Regions from separate parts of the Mus musculus genome. Here region 2 is linked to region 1. A link is a contact called in public HiChIP or PLAC-seq data. All regions are on one chromosome and are shown on one strand. Each heading gives the region's core, a stretch centred on a gene start, on an enhancer-like site or on the middle of the called end of the contact. The rest is flanking DNA. Distances are from core to core; before and after follow the strand shown. Region 1 holds the start of Wdr12 (WD repeat domain 12). Region 2 has its middle 6.3 kb from the start of Gm38137.

Region 1 (4,920 bases), core at 859-3,358:
TGGCCATAAAATAAAATGCAACGATATTCTGTCTTATGAATAAACTAAAAAACAAAACAAAAAACCAACCACCATGCAAGCAAAGATGCCATCCACAAAAGACCACACATTTTGCATAATTCATTAGAAAAGTGTCCAGAATAGGCAAATCTACAAATAGATGGTAAATGGATCAGGAGTTGACTTGGGTGGCAAGCATTCAAGGGATGGAGTGTCAACTAAAGAAAAGGCAGTTTAGAGCCAGGAGGTGGCGAACACCTTAATCCCAGCACTCAGAAGGCAGTGCCAACTGGAGGGAACAATTCTAGGACAGCCAGGTCTACACAAAGAAACCCTGTCTTGAAAAACCAAAAATACAACAAAAAAAGGGGGTGGGGGTGGTGGTTTTTTCCAAAAAGGATTGTGTGAATGTTTATACAACTCTATTAGTATGATGCACCTGAATTCTATACATTATGTATATATATATATATATATATATATATACACACACACACACACACACACATATATATATATATATATATTTTTTTTTTTTTTTTTTTTTTTTGGTTTTTCGAGACAGGGTTTTTCTGTATAGCCCTGGCTGTCCTGGAACTCACTTTGTAGACCAGGCTGGCCTCCAACTCAGAAATCCACCTGCCTCTGCCTGCCGAGTCGTGGAATTAAAGGCGAGCGCCATTATACATGTATCACCAGCAACGTTGACATCTATATGACTTATTAATATATAGACACAGAAGTACACACATACAAATATATACACACAGTCCTTGTTTTATCAACTAGAGAGAAGCCAAGGTCCTCTGAAATGAGGAAATTCCCTTATAGTGGTTGTCTGCAGGCAAGTCTGCGGGAACATTTTCTGGACTAATAACTGATGTAGGAGGAACCAGCCCACTGAGTAGAGCCACCCTGTATTTTAAAAGCAAACTTAGCTAGCTAGCCATTGGGAGAGCAAATGCAGCTTGCCCCCACCCCCACCCCTCACCTCTGGTTTCTGCTTCAGTTCCTGCCAGGAGTTCCTCCTATCTTGGCCTCCTCTGAGATGACTGTAACCCTTTCCTCCCCAAATTGCTTTTTGTCAGTGTTTTATCACAACAAGAGAAACCTAAGTTGGACACACTCACACAAAATACACCTAATCAAATCGGACACTGAATTGGCTTCATTCTAATTAAAAAAACAGCTCTACAAACTCCATAGCCAGTTTCTAGTCTGTTTGGGGGGGGGGGGGGGATGAAGTTGTGCTTTCAGAAACCACGAGACACCGTTAACGGACAAGCCTGTTCAACTCTCAAATTACTGACATGATGTGTGCAGCATGCAGAAAGCAAACGTGAAGCCCTGGTCCTCCACACACGTCAAATTATGAAAAGCTCATGAAAGTGGGTAGAAAACGGAGATTTAAGAAGACGTGAACACCGCTTCCAAATGAGACAGGGCAGAAGTGCGGGGCACGTGAAGGGGAAGGCGAATGAAGTCTTTTTTATTTTTTTCTATCAGTCAGCTTATCTTATTTGCAATAAATTCTTTTAATTGTAGCCATTATAATTATTAAAGTTCTTTCAACTTTGATTTACTAAAACCTTGTCCGTTTCTTCTTTAATGTATATCCCCAGTCAAAACAGCAAGGATCAAATCGAAGGAGTCTTCAAACGAGATCGGCTCCTGGAAGACAGGGACAGAAGCTGGAACCCTTACTTACTTCTTGTTCTCGCTGTAGAAACGTGCCTGGAGTTGTGCCATGGCTGAATATACACACGAGACTTCTCCACGAAAATGTGTGCGTTGATAATCAAGCAGCTCTAAGGTAGACTGCGCCGCAAGCGCAGCAGGAGCTAGGCTTCAGTTAGCTCCCTCAGGTTCCTACAGAACATACCACGAGGTTCGATTTCCACCAGCGCCCAGCCCGCACACATCAAGTACCTATTCCGAGATTTAGGAAACATCGATTAGTCAAGCGTAGTCCTAAAAGCATCCAGTCCCCTTAAGACTTTTGTTTCTTATCTATCTAGATTCGTAATCTATTAGGAAAATAAAGAAAATAACTAGCTTGAGCCAAATTTTAAGCGTGTCTTTAGACCCAGACCCTTTAGACTCAGCGCTCAGATACTACAAACCCCAGAAGGGAGCGCGTTTCAGACCCTCTGAACACTGGGAGTTGTAGGCTTTATTTATTTTGCCACACCGCATTTAGGGTCTCATATCTGCTTTTAATACTCCTTTCTCCGGGCAGATATTACACTTCCTGCTTCTTTATTCTGAGTGACAAAGGTCCCATCTGTTCGTCTTGTGTGCACTGTTCCAACAGCCAAATTCGGCCGAGACCATGTGTTCTTACCTCTGGCTTCAGAGCGGAAACTCGGGAAAGGAGAACGAGTCGGAAGGGAACTGGGCGACGGTGGCTGAGAAGGGTCTAATCTGATGGACCTGCGCTGCGCCTCCAGGAGGGGTGCGCCTGCGCATTGTGCTGGTCTCCACGGCGCGGCCTCGGAGCCAAGACGAGGTTGAGTAGTCTCGTTTTGAATTTTCTCCCTTCTGCTTACGGCGGACTCCCCTCTCGCGTTGTGGGGCTCGCTGCGGCGGCAGGGTTGGGGGAGCCGGAGGCCTGGCAGAGCTGTCTGTGCCCAGCGACCGGACGCTCCCTCCCAACCTCCCTTCGTCCCCCTGCCGCCTCCTCCCGTCACCTCCTGACCCTCCCGGGCTGGGAGCAACCGCCGGCCCCCGCCCCCGGCCGTCGCCGGACGCCGCTGTGCGCTGTCCCTGCGCCCTCGTCCGCCTCCACGGCGGCTCCTTCGCCGTGGGCCCGGGAGGGGCCCCGCGGCCGGGAGAAGGCAGGCTGCCGCAGGGGGAGGCGAGGTGTCTGTCCCGCAGAGGGTGCGGAGCCCGAGAACGCACCACCGCCACGGAGCATCCGAGTCCTGGGCCGGAGCGCCCGCCCGAGAGGGGCCTCTCCCCTCCTTTCCGAGTCTGACGTTTAGAAAAGTGTCCTCTGCACCTTCTCCCCTGCTTTCGGGCTTCTTTTATTATTATTATTATTATTAATTATTAATTATTTTTTTAATCTTGATGTCACTCAAAGGCTTGTCTCGGTCTCAATGGTCTCGATTATTACTCTAGTTATTTTCCTGAGTGGAGAATAGATGGGGGCTATTACTCTTAAGATCCCAAAGTCACTTTTTTAAGGCATTCGTCTGAAAACCTCCGGGGGTAGGGTGGGGTACAGGGACACACTACTCTGAGACAGCAATTTAGAGTCAGGCAGAACTGGATTGCAAAATGTGTTGGCTTAGCGGTATGAGTGAACCAGTGAATATGGTGAGAGGTTTTCTATATGTCGCCTAATTAAATTTAAATCCGTAGAAAACTAGAAGTTATCTAGTCAGTTGGAGGCGAAAACAATCATTTGTTAAGTGGACAACGACCCAAAAAGCATGACTGTTCTCAGTTTATTCATTTTACAGAATTGCATGCCCCATTACAGGAATGCCTGAATTTGATTCTACCTGTTACTTAACCTCTGTGCCACACTAAGATTAGCTGTGACAATTTAATGTCGCATAAGAAGCACTCAGAAAATGTTAACTATTTTTCTCATAAGAGCTACCAATAGAAGTTTTTACCACTGATGTAGGTGGAGGCATAAAATGAGAAAAACCTCTGCCCAAAATACAGGGAAAAAAAATTTCCTTGTTCAGATTGGGTTTGCTGATAACAGTGTTACCAGACGAATTAACTATTGAATTTTTACTGATAACATATAACTAATTAAAACATCATTTTAAACTTCCTTTAGTTTGGACTTAACAGATTAACAATACATTTGGAAGACAGTACATTTTTAAAATCTTAATTCGAGTGGAAAACTATGATTAGGAAGATATAGAACAGGAATTACTCAGAGTTCAGTTTGCAAAGCACACATCTTGAATTCACTAAAATATATTTTTATTTAGCTAAGGTATTTAGTTAAGGGAAGATAAGTGACTAAGAATACCTGGGACGAGCTTTTTTCAATAGTCACTTACATGTCTTAGCTGGTATGGCTTGCAGGCGTTACCTAGATAGCTAATGCTAGAGTGTTGGTTCTCTTAATTTTAGCTTATATCAACTGCAGACTTCTGGGATTCATTTATTGGGGTCCTCATGAAGACTCAGTGTTATCTGGAACAAGATTTCTTTTTCTTAACAGTCTCTTGGTGTTTGTTTATTTGTTTTTTGATATTAGGGATTTTTTTATTTGTTTGGTTTGGGTTTTTGAGGTTTTATGTTTTTGTTTGAGACTGGGTCCCTATGTAGTCCAGTATGGATTTCAATTGACTATGTTTCTCCAGATTAGCTTTGAATTCTAGGCTCACCTATTTCTACCTCCTGAATACTGGGATTATACCTGCCTGCAGCCAACCACACTTGCTTGTTGCTTGTTTTGAACCTTGAGTCTAACATTCTGGAATTAATCTCAGGGCTTTGTGTGTCCTAGACCAACAGTCTGCTGCTTAGCTATATCATGGCCCACGCTCTGGGATTTTAAGAGAATTAGCCTAGTTTCTTTTTATCCATGGGGTTTGTGTTCCTCAGTTTTGGTTACCTGCTGCCAATATGAAGTGGAAATCCTAGAAATAATTGATGAGTTTGAGATTGTATGTCTTTCTCAGTAACGTGATGTCTTGCACCATCCTACCTGGGGTATGAATCATTTATGAGTCCAGGGAGAGTGTCCACTCTCTGTGCTGCTCACCTATTAGTAGGTAGTAGGCTTTTGGTTATTAAGACATTATTGTAGACCTGTGACACAGTAAGTGCAAGAGTGGTGATAATGGCAATTCACATGTGCCAAAGAGAAGTTAAAAAGTGTTTAAATAAAATGGTGAAATTCATAATTTGGAAAGAAAAGCTATAGGCTAGTTTAGTAACGTC
Region 2 (4,770 bases), core at 1,462-3,961, 760 kb after region 1:
ACCAAACCAAAACAAACCAAAACAAAACAAAACAAAACAAAAAACAAACAGAAATACAGATGGAGAAGTTAACCAGGAGCGAGAGAGACCTTTTGTTTTCTATTATAAGAAAGGAAGACAGAATATAAGACCCAGTAGAAAGGAATACGACTATACATATACAGATACAACACTTATTAACATAACATTTAGAATAGATATTTATGTATTTGGAAATGTATAAAATATATTATTTGTATATAAAATTTAAACATATACTTTACATTTTATTAAAATTATATATGACTAATACAATTAATTATATATGAATTTATATGCTAATCATGCATTATTATATAATATCATTAAAATAATATGGATTATTAAATTTAAATATATAATTTTAATATGAATATATACGTATGTACATATATTGGGAAATGCACAAAATAACTAACACTTATTGAACACATACGATACTTTTTAGGTTCTAGGCTATGAACTTTCACACATTATTTAATTTACTCTTTAAACTGCCATGCAAAGTAGGTATTGATGCTGTCTTTTTCTGTAGATGAGATTAAAATCTATTGCTCAAAATCAGAAGACAAATAAAAAAGTGGTAGAGCCAGGATGTGAACCCAGAATCTGAGGTGTCTGGATCCAGAGGGATTCATGTTAGACACAAAGGGAAACCCAAAGAAGAGCTCTGAATCTACGAGGGTAATAAACATTTGTGAATTTCGTAGGTCCATGCAGATGGAGACATCGGCAGGAGCTTGTGCTTGCAGCCGCTCTGTTCTGGAGAAGTGGATGGTGACTAGGAGGACAGAGCCGGATAGGAAGGACACTGTCCTGGAGCTCAACGGTGACAACTTGGAGAAGCTGCTCCACGGAGAGGGGGAGAAGAGGGAAGGTGGAAGTGACTGGATGGGCATTTTGAGCTGCACTGAAAAGCTTGCTGCTGTGAACACTGAATTTGGGGAGGCTCAACTGGAGCTAAGTGACTGACTGTCTCTAGGGACAATGGGCTGTTGGAGGTTTGCGATGGGAGAACAGAGGCTGCCAAGCTAATCCAGACAAGGAAAAGGTGTGTAGTTGGAATGACTTGCTTTTTCAGGTTCATCCTGAGAGTTTTAGAGTCTGATAGGTGGTGACCTCAAAGAATCACTGATGAGAGGGGGTGGAGCTAGAGAGGGTTCAGTGGTTAAGTGCTTGTTGCTCTTCCAGAGGACCCAAAGTGAGTTTCCAGTATTCATGGCAATGCCTGCAATTTCAGCTTCAACAGGAGGAATCACTTTCTCCTGGATTCTGTACACACACGCGCGCGCACACACACACACACACACACACACACACACACACACACACACACACACACACTTTAAAAGAAAGAATGAGAGGAATAAGATAGGAGACAAAGAAGCCAACCAAGAGTATATGTGCAGAATTCTCCTGGGGAACTCTGGGAACCAGTGTGGACACCTCTCCCACCCCCAACTGTCACCACTATGAGCCAGTTCTCACCTGCTTCTGCAGGAGCCATTGGTTGATGACGTCAGGTGTCATAGATGTAGGTACAGTGGACTCTGGTGGCCACAGAAGTACTTTAGGTGGAAAGATGCTGGTTATGGGGAGTGATATGCCAGGGAAGCTGTATTGAATGAGCATTCGGAAAACCTTGATAGATAGTTTTGGCATATGGTTTACAGCATGAGAACAAGAGCACACACTGACAAGCAATTCTCCTTTTCTACCATCCTTCTCTGTCTTCTACTGTTGTTGTTTCTTACATATTCTGTCAAAGATGGTATAATAGAGTGTGCAATCATGTGTGTGTGTGTTTTATAGAGATAGGTATTAAAGGTATGCTATTTGTGTGTGTGTGTGTTTGTATATATATATATATATATATATATATATATATATATGATATGGTTAGCATATAAAGTGTATATTCAGTGTATGTATATCTACATGTATATATATCCATGTCTATGCATTTGTAGACATACCCATATGTATACATAATCATTTATTTTGCTCTTCTATGAGTGTATAATCGGAAGCTTTTTGTATTGTTGTATATAACTTTGTCTCAGCCTTAACTTGTTTCACAAAGTTCAACTTTATAGACACACCACAATTTAACACATTCTTTAGTAATTTTTTTTTCCTCTGAGACAAACTGTCATGTTGCCCAGGCTGGCCTCAGAGTCTTTTTGTAGCCAAGCATGAGCTTGGTTCCCTGATCCTCCTGTCTTTATTTTCCCATTGTTGAATTATAGATAAATACCACCACATCCCAGAAACATGTTCCTTCAAATATTATTTTCTGAGGTTTTCTTTTTTTTTAAGATTTATTTTTATTTTCTATGCATAAGTGCTGGCATATGCTTGGGTACCACGTGTGTGCCAGTTACCTCAAGAGGCCGGAAGAGGGCGTTGAATCCCTTGGAACAGAAGTTATAGATAGTTGTGTGCTGCCTTGTGGGTTCTGCTCCCAGCACCTGGGTAGCTTGTCAGTGTATGCCCTTGTTCTTTTGTTATAAACCATAGCCGATAATACCTATCAACATGTTCGAAAGGATGCTCATGCAATACAGCTTCCCTGGAAGGAGGGTGGAGTAGTAAGATAGTGAGATTTTGCTGAAGAAGCTTGCTCTGGAGCTGACGTGATCCTGGGTGTGGACACGCCAGGAAGTCGTTGGCAGGGTAGAGTAGAGGTGAAGGTCAAGGAGGAAGAGGAAGTCAGCTGAGCTGTGGGGTGGAGGATCGATCACCCCCACAACACAAAGGCATCTGTCTGTTTATCTCCTCCCCGTGTTCATTTAACTCTGACCTGGGTTAAGAAGTCCACTGTCTTCCCCTGGATGTATCAGGGAGCTGGAGAGAACACTTCCATGTCTCTCCCTCCTGGGAATAACAGACTCTTCACACTTGAGCTAGCTGATGAAGCTCATCTATCAACATGGTTGCCCCAGGGGACAGGAAATGGTGTCTCCATGTTTTAGAATTGCATCTGTGGCAGAAGCGCAGGCTGGGAGGTTTACTCAGCTCTTTAGCTCCGAATAAATTTCAATTAGTCTGATGGCTAAGTCCTCTGTTTCCTGACATGTCAACCCTACTCTGGTACTGCACCCCTTCCATGACAAAACCAGTAGATACAATAAACACGGGGGCTGATGCGGTGAGCTGATAGGATCTGTGTATCCCAGTAGGCATTTGGGATAAAATCAGACAGGAGCCTTTTCTCTCAAAGACTCCAAGAAGCGTTCCACAAAAGCCACAGCAGCTCGCCGACTTCTCCAGTCCCTCAGCTTCTTCTCTTCCTACCATCTGGTTTTCTGTACACCAGATAAATGTGTCTCTCATCCTCAATTTTCAAGGAACTCTTCCAGAATCTCTTCTCCTCTCCTGGAAACCAGGGGAGCTTATATCACTTTAGACAACTTAAAGTCATGTAGCTACCGCTGCCTTCAGGGGCTATGGGAGAAAACATTTTCCTCCTGGACACAATGTTACTCCAATAAATCAAGGCTATGTTGGTAAAGAAAAAGAAGAAAATGGATATATCTTAGGTAACTGAAAATCTTTAAAGAAAAAGTCCTAGATACTTTGGGTTTTTTTAAAACTATTTTTTTATTGTGGTACAATATGACATAAATGTTATTCTTTTAGCCATTTTATGTGCAGCGTTCATTGACATTAAATACGTTAACAGTGTGAGTAACGGTCACCACTACTGCTTGAAGAACCTCTGTTGCAAATGGTACCTCTGTGCCTATTATACAACAGTGTCCAGTTTCCTTTCTCTCAGATACTCTTCACTTCTATTCCTGCCTCTATGAATTTATCACCTTCTACCAGGACCAGGACACCCGCTACATTTCCCATGTCTACTTTATTTTACCACATCTAGAGTTTGCTAATTCTACTCTTGTTGAAGTACACATCAAAACTTCATTCCTTTTATCGCAGGAATTTGCATTCTGATACACGGACCAAAAAAAAAAAAAAAAAGCATCAAAAAAATGTCCTCGGTTGCTAGACACTTTGATTGTTTCCTGTTTGGGACTATTGTGCATAGGATGCTAGAAATATTAACATATAAGTAAACTTTCTGTTTTAATCTACTTGAGGAATGAGTGCATACTATGGACTGGAGTTACTGGGCCGGGTGGTAATTTTATTTTTAACTCCTGAGTAGCTGCCAAGTGCACTCTACATTTTATGTTTTATCTAGTGTTTACAGGCATGCTTTGATATAACACTGAGGCTCTGGAGTACGCTGCTGTGTTTGGAGCCATCCATGGTCCTCTCAGTTAGTGAAGCTGCTCCCATACTGTCTAGCAGATTCCCTTTGAAGATGCTGGGGTTATTATGATGAAACTGCTCCCATTGTCAACCTGTGAAACATAGATGGGAGGCTAAGCCAGCATCGTATCCCAGCCTTCTCTCAGTAGTGAAATCTGGGCTAATTCTCTTGGAACCTTCCTTGTGTGCTTGTGGGTAACCTGATCACGTGTGCACTGGATTCTTTTGGCCAGTCCGGACTTGTGAAGATCCACAGGAGATTTCAGGCAGGAGCTAAAGCCCAGGCTCACCTTCAAGCCAGCCTGTCACCATTTGGACAGGCAGAGAAGGTAAAGTTAGTTCTTTCTATGTCACACTGCTGGTTCGATAGGTGAAAGCATAGTTGCTAAGGGTGTAATACCTCAGGACAGGTGACTGGAACACAAATCCTAGGACTCGATGTGACTTTTGTCAAAATCATTTAGCTTCTCTGTG

Evidence for each region. HiChIP or PLAC-seq counts read pairs in DNA pulled down with a chosen protein or histone mark.
Region 2: an H3K27ac HiChIP or PLAC-seq map of embryonic stem cells shows a contact between it and region 1, with 2.8 times the contacts expected there. The contact joins the enhancer-like site here to the promoter of Wdr12 in region 1. A contact is called at or near these places in 18 of 39 promoter capture datasets (the 3T3-L1 cell line, 3T3-L1-derived adipocytes, the C10 cell line and 13 more), 1 of 15 datasets of contacts at CTCF or cohesin (pro-B cells), 13 of 484 Hi-C or Micro-C datasets (CD8 T cells, the HL-1 cell line, LSK cells and 7 more), 14 of 115 datasets of contacts at active chromatin or transcription factors (the 230-238 cell line, astrocytes, embryonic basal ganglia and 9 more) and 2 of 9 other capture datasets (liver and macrophages).

The regions. Positions count from the first base shown.
Region 1 is chr1:60,095,799-60,100,718 of GRCm38.p6, forward strand. It overlaps Wdr12 (WD repeat domain 12), which reads right to left and starts at 2,109. Exons shown (of 13, transcript NM_021312.5): 1 at 1,709-2,109. The coding sequence starts at 1,749. It overlaps Carf (calcium response factor), which reads left to right and starts at 2,449. Exons shown (of 16, transcript NM_139150.5): 1 at 2,449-2,509.
Region 2 is chr1:60,855,095-60,859,864 of GRCm38.p6, forward strand. No RefSeq gene overlaps it. Among named protein-coding and RNA genes, the nearest start is that of Gm38137, 6.3 kb to the right of the region's middle. Within about 2 kb of position 2,712, at least 18 of the 459 cell types and tissues checked have an H3K27ac peak or open chromatin away from gene starts, as enhancers often do. A contact at or near this core is called in the N1E-115 cell line, embryonic stem cells and macrophages, where this site is marked.